Regions from separate parts of the Rattus norvegicus genome. Here region 2 is linked to region 1. A link is a contact called in public Hi-C data. All regions are on one chromosome and are shown on one strand. Each heading gives the region's core, a stretch centred on a gene start, on an enhancer-like site or on the middle of the called end of the contact. The rest is flanking DNA. Distances are from core to core; before and after follow the strand shown.

Region 1 (3,338 bases), core at 145-2,644:
TAAAATGACTGCACAATAAATAGAAATAATATCTAAACAGCTTCACCTATTCTAATTTTTCAGAATAAATTTAGATGCCTTGTGCTTTTGGGAGCTGGTACGTGTTCTAGATGCTTCTTTTTACCTTGTGACAACAGACAGCAGCAGAACCAACAGAACCCAAAGCCTTCCACTTCCAAAGCTATTCATCCCAGAGTTTCTTTGATATGTCCCCGGTGTAAATGGATCCAAAAAGCGTCTGCAGATAAACATTTGAAAGTGAGTTCTATATCATTCCTAAAATCTGGCGAGGGAAATTATCTCTTGAGGGACCCATCTCATTAAGTTGGCAGTTTTTATTAAGCTTTAATCAGCCTTTTCATTGTTGAAGAGCTCATGTTCCCAAGAGGTGTAAATTCAGACACCCAGAGCACGAAGCATAAATATATAATCTTCACAAAGGTCTAGCTGGTCTTAGACACTGGTTGGCTAATAACACAGAATTAAATAGCTCTGTCAGAATGGAATTTATCACAGACACCCACAAAAGTCACAGTGGGTGGCACACTCCAATCGACCGCACCAGGAGGGCAGTGCAGAGTTGGAACGGTTGTGAAGACTAAGCTTTGTATTTAATTAATCCTGAAAGTTTTAATTAGCAAACCGTCATACTAATTAATGTTCCTTAGATCACGGGGAAAGGAGACCAACTTTGAGGTTGACTTTAATCTGCCCTTTTAAAAACAATGGTCCTCATTCAGGAGCGGGGGTTCAATCTCAATTTAATTCCTCGTCTTGAAGACCAATCATGCCGCCTACTAATTTTCAACCACAGACTGCTGTATACAGTTTCCTATGTAAAAATCAACTAACTTAATAGTCACAGTCAGCCAGTGTAGTTTTTAGAAGTAGTTGTTTTTGTCAGCCTACAGGAAGACACTGATGCCATCTTTCTAACACTGGGCACTGTGCAGAGACTCAAAGGACATGTTTGCCCTCCATTTTAAGGTAAAAGACTTTCACGTTCTCGATTGCATTATTCTGGGTGTGTGCAACCATATGTACTAAGAGTCATAAAAGCATTACAAGTCTATCTAATTGAGCATTAAATGTTGCCAGCATGTGCAGGGAGCTTATGGTATGGCTGAGCTCACAGAGGAGCCTGGGCTCTGTGCTTCTTTTCCAAGCTAAGGGCATGTGTCAGCTCTGGGCCTTTCAACACAGGAGCGCCTGAGCCTTGGTACACAACCTTGGAGCTGTAAGCACATCACAGGCTGCCAGGAACAGTTTCCCCACCAAAGGTCCATTGTTTCTTTGCTGGAACCATCTAAATTAACGTCATTGAGTTACCTCTGTGGAATCTTTGTTCAATGGGCCTTGTGTCCACGTCACTTTCTTCAGCTGTTAATCATGCCATAGCATGACTGAGGGCCAGGAACTTGTCTGCCATAAACAAGGCCCAAGGTCCCGTACCCAGCACCACAAAGAAGCAGTGGACTGTACTTGTGAAATTTTTCCTCTGTGACAGTCTGCACGGGCTCTCCTGCAACTCTTCAGAGTGGTTAGCTGGTGATTTAGAGAAGCGATGGATGACAATGAGCTGGTGCTTGCCTGTAATCCAAGTTAAAAAAAAAACCAACAAGTCAAACAATCCCAGATTGCATTACTCATGGACTTCACAAAAACATATTGAGGAAAAGTATTCTAAAACATTATACATGCTGATTATTGATAACCCTACTTGCGAGCTAATTTCCATTGTCTAAATGAAAACTGCATGCAAAACTTTTTGGACACATAAAGATAATAGATGGTAACAGAAGAGATAAATTCATAAACGATTACGTGGACTGGTTAGTATGGATTTAGTTACATAGATTATATTGAATATAATATTAATACATTAATAATTACTTCAAAAGCAGTTTTTACTTGTATTATGTATCCATAAGTATGTGGGCAGTACCCAAGGAGGCCAGAAGATTCCCCTGGTACTGAAGTTTTAGATGGATATGAACCACCATGTGCATGCTGCAAACCAAACCTTGGCCTGCTGGAACAGCAGCCAGATGCCCTGAGGCTTCTCTCCAGCTTTATTTAAGACTTCTTGCTTTTGAAAGGTATCCTTTAACAGGAAACAAACAAAACGAACGAACAAATGAACAAAACCCACTCCATTCTCCTCCACTAAGCATAACAAAATAAGTTAGCAAAAAAGAGTTGTTACTTTTTGTTTGTTTTTTATCACCGAAAAACAAAACAAAACAAAACAAAAAACGTTCTAAGCATCACAGAAAGTCCATGTTTCCTGCAGGCAAGGGTTGTTGGTCAGAGAGGTGAAGGGCAGGGAAAGGATCTTAGAATTTCATTGCTGCTAATGTTTGGGGTTACACAGGGATGTTGAGCCAGACAGAACTTATGTCCTGAGTAGAGATGATTCTCCGACATGGGCAGCAAGGAGGAGCAGACCTGGAAGGCTCGGTCATGACAGATGGGAACAAGACATCTCCAGGAGGTTCAGCATGGATGACTAAGTTTTAAATCGGCTGTTGAATGTAGAAGTTAAAACAGTTGTAAGCACCATTGGAAATAAGGGTTAGATTTCAAATTCTGTGAGCACTGGGACCAGGTCTCTGTTAGATACTGTGACAGACCCTATTTTCCTAGCCCCCTACTACTACCTGAGGAGCCAGTAGGTGACTGCTACTTGGGAAGGGAGAGCCATATGGCCACTAGTAAGTTCCCCATTGTGGAATGGATGGTCACAGGCCCATGGGTGTGTGGGAGCCTAATTGGACTCAGAGGGTTAACACTAATTATAAAAAGAGAGTATGGAATTGGGAGGTTAAAAACTTGGGAGGCCGTTGAAGGAATCAGAGAAAGAACTGGAAAAGCTTGAAGGGGCTGGAGACCCCTTATGAACAACAATGCCAAGCAACTAGAGCTTCCAGGGACTAAGCCACTACCTAAGGACTATACATGGACTGACCCTGGACTCTGACCTCATAGGTAGCAATGAATATCCTAGTAAGATCACCGGTGGAAGGGGAAGCCCTTGGTCCTGCTAAGACTGAACCCCTAGTGAACTAGATTGTTGGGGGGAGGGCAGCAATGGGGGGAGGGTGGGGAGGGGAACACGCATAAAGAAGGGGAGAGGGAGGGATTAGGGGGATGTTTGCCCGGAAACCGGGAAAGGGAATAACATTCAAAATGTAAATAAGAAATACTCAAGTTAATCAAAAAAAACAAAAAAAAACAAAAAAAACAAAAAAACTTGGGAGGCCCTGAAGGTACAGAAATCAGACATTAGCTATTCCTCTATTGAGAATTTTCTGTTCTGATCTATGCCCCATTTTTAA
Region 2 (3,211 bases), core at 372-2,871, 70 kb before region 1:
AATTAAAAAACAGGGTTGGGGATTTAGCTCAGTGGTAGAGCGCTTGCCTAGCAAGCGCAAGGCCCTGGGTTCGGTCCCCAGCTCCGAAAAAAAAAAGAAAAGAAAAAAATAAATAAAAAACAAAGCGTTGTCAGAGTCCAGGCCACACACACACACACACACACACACACACACACACACACACACACTCGCGCGCGCGCACGCACACGCACACACTGCTCTGCCTCTGTCCCCCTCGCTTACTCCACAGCAGAGTGTTGGCTAAAAGAGAACATTCTATCCGAGAGGCACAGCAGAGCTGCCATTTCAGTGACAATCCACACTCAAACTAGGAATCCTTAAACAAACCAGGCTTGAGATAGACCACCCACCCTGCTGTCTGAGCTTAGGAATCCACTGCTTTCCCCATCTGACTGTGCGCTCATCTCCCATGTTAACCAGCAGCTTCGGATCAGTCGTCTGTTCCGTCCTGCCCTGACTTCCTCCATTACCTTCTCCTGTCCCTTGCCTCCACACAGCCCACACAGAACAAGGCGTGTTCTCAGGCTCCAGCTGTGCGTGTGTGGCGGGGGATGGGGGGTCCCGGGCTGCATCTTTACTTTCCTTCCTCTACCTGCTATGAGCTCTGCCCCCTCTCATGCACGAGTCACACACACACACACACACACACACACACACACACACACTGATTTAAAATTACAGCACAGCTCAGACACGAAGCTTTGCTCAGCAGTCCGGTGGGCATTAGACCAGCATCAAAATTAGTTCTGCATTGGAGAAACCAAGACCTTGTTCTGGATTTCTCTAGAACACCACTGTCATCAAATATCCGAGAGCCTAGACCACTACAGGATAATTACTCTATTCAGCAAAAGAAATCCTTGAAAAGTACTAAATTATTCCAAAATAAAGTTAGGGTCCACTCTGGATTTTGATTTTTCCTGATGACAAACTTACTAACCTGAATATTTGGGAAGTGATTTTTATCAGAGGGTGGACCTGTGCCAACATCCACAGGAGGCCCTGACCTTTCTGAAATAAACTGACGGAAATGTTTCTGGTTTTCCCAAGCTGGTGTATCTGTTTGCAGAAATCAATGGACACAAACCAGAAAATTGTCCAGCAAAGACAAACCACAGCTAAAGATGCTCCTGGAGACGAAATTCCCAAAATAGACACCAAGCTTTCGCGCTGCTTCTATGAGGAACTGGTTTTGACAACAGTTGCTTCTTAGCATTTTAATTAACCATTTTCCACCTGCATTTTTGCTTTAATTTGCTTTGAAAAGGCTGCGCTGCAGGGCTGTGTTTGCATACCTGAAGTAAAATATACTCAGGATTTAAGTAAAAAGAAGAAAAAAAGCCTACTCCTCCATCCCAGGCAGAAAAGAAGCCCTAACAGCCACCTATTTTTTTCTCAAAACTAATGTTAATTGTTGCACTGAAGAATTCAACAATAGCAATAACAGGCAGAGGTAGGGAGCTAGCTACAAATTAAAACACCCCGCTCCAGGTTTTAAGAGAGAGAAACAACAATATGACTCAGTTAACCCAGACACCCCTCAGCCCCGATAGAAGGTTCTTCACACTGACCTTACAAGTGCCCCCTTGTGGACAAACCTAATTATTACACTATATAGCACATTTGTTAACTTCTCTCTGGTTTGATGTACCCGTCTGCAAGTAAACTGCTCTGATCTTCGGGGAGAATGCAAATTAGTGGGTGCATGGAATGATCATAGGTCTACCATAGCCAGGCGGACAATGGGAATTCTATATCCTGCTTTTGTAACTGAAGATTCCTTTGTTCATCCTTTCATGATACAGTTGACAAAGCCACTTAGTACACCTTATGCAAAACGTGAACTTGCTTGTCAATAGGGCTGTAGAAACAAAATTGGCACTCAGGCTAACTGGCATCAGTCTGTGAGTATGTCGGTGGGAGTTGCGCCTTAAGACTGATGATTCATGACAAAGACAGGCACAAACTGGGAGGGGCTGGAGAGATGTTTGGCTGGGGAAAGTCCTTCATGCTGTAGTAAAACACCGGAGTCCAGTTCCCAGCATGCACATCAGGAGGCTCAAAACCGCAGGATCTCCAGCTCCAGGGAACCCAGTGCCCTCTTACCTCTCTGGGCACTGCACATGCATGCTACCCATGAACCCATGCAGACACACACTCATACTCAAAAATAAAAGAGTAAGATAAACCTTTTCTAAAGTCAGAAATGTTGAGATGTTGTATTCGTAGTCCAACCCAAAAAAACTAATTTTAACACACACACACACACACATATATATATATCACACGCATATGTGTGTGTGTGTGTGTGTGTGTGTGTGTGTGTGTAATTATTATGTCTGAGCAACACCAATTCTGTCCTTTCTTCTGAAAACTAAGACATCCTGTCTTTGCTCCTTAGGGATGGGTGATCGAGAGACTGAGTCAACAGCACTCAGGTCTCAGTGCTTGCTGCTCAGTTCTTGGTGAGCAAGAACACTTCCATGAGCACGGGCCTTGTTTCTTGATCCTTGTTACCAGATTCCCAATCCTTGCTGCTCAGAAACCTTCTTCTCTATGTCACCAAGAAGAAATGCTTAAATCTTAAATGTTCCTTATATGAGCTACAGAGCCGTTCTGAGGGCAAGGTCCAGGCATGGAGAAGCAGGTGACCAGCCAGTTTGCTTCCTTGAGGAGTATTTTACAGGTCACACTACATATATATTTCCTGTTAAAATTCTCCCTGTAAACTAAGGAAGGCAGCCATATCTAAAAGTGCCACAAGATGGCGACATGAGCCACCAGAGGAGAGAAAAGTCTGGTTTTTCCAATTTCAGAGAGAAGGAGGAAGGGTATTTTCCTGACCTTCAAAGACATTTAAATATTCTAGGTCAGAGGTAACAGAAATGTAGGAAAATAGGCTAATTTTTCCTCAATTTGTCATTAACAAAAATGACAAGTTTCTCTGTACTGTTGACTAAGGAATGACAGTTACTCAAAAAAACAAAAACAAAAACAGAAAAACCCTAGGGGCCTATAAAAGTACATATCGCTCTGCCAGTAGCTGCTGAAAACTCGAGTGTTAGCTCTGTGTGGCGGGACTGGAGAGGGTGAGTGTGGCTGAGTCCACGTTAGGCTGGGTGGACCTGGGCAAGCCCTGCCTCCGTTTACACTCAGTATTACCTGCTACAGACAGCTTTTAGCTTTATCT

Evidence for each region. A called contact is a pair of places that touch in the nucleus more often than the background predicts.
Region 2: a contact with region 1 is called in a Hi-C map of Schwann cells, with 6 times the contacts expected there. The contact joins two enhancer-like sites. A contact is called at or near these places in 9 of 12 Hi-C or Micro-C datasets (the A7r5 cell line, the Rat2 cell line, Schwann cells and 5 more).

What each region holds. Positions count from the first base shown.
Region 1 is chr2:141,411,032-141,414,369 of GRCr8, reverse strand. It overlaps a transcript of Ccna1 not described here. Among named protein-coding and RNA genes, the nearest start is that of Ccna1, 19 kb to the right of the region's middle. Within about 2 kb of position 1,394, at least 6 of the 93 cell types and tissues checked have an H3K27ac peak or open chromatin away from gene starts, as enhancers often do. A contact at or near this core is called in Schwann cells, where this site is marked.
Region 2 is chr2:141,481,806-141,485,016 of GRCr8, reverse strand. The region is part of intron 4 of Ccdc169 (coiled-coil domain containing 169); the gene reads right to left. Among named protein-coding and RNA genes, the nearest start is that of Ccdc169, 12 kb to the right of the region's middle. Within about 2 kb of position 1,621, at least 5 of the 93 cell types and tissues checked have an H3K27ac peak or open chromatin away from gene starts, as enhancers often do. A contact at or near this core is called in Schwann cells, where this site is marked.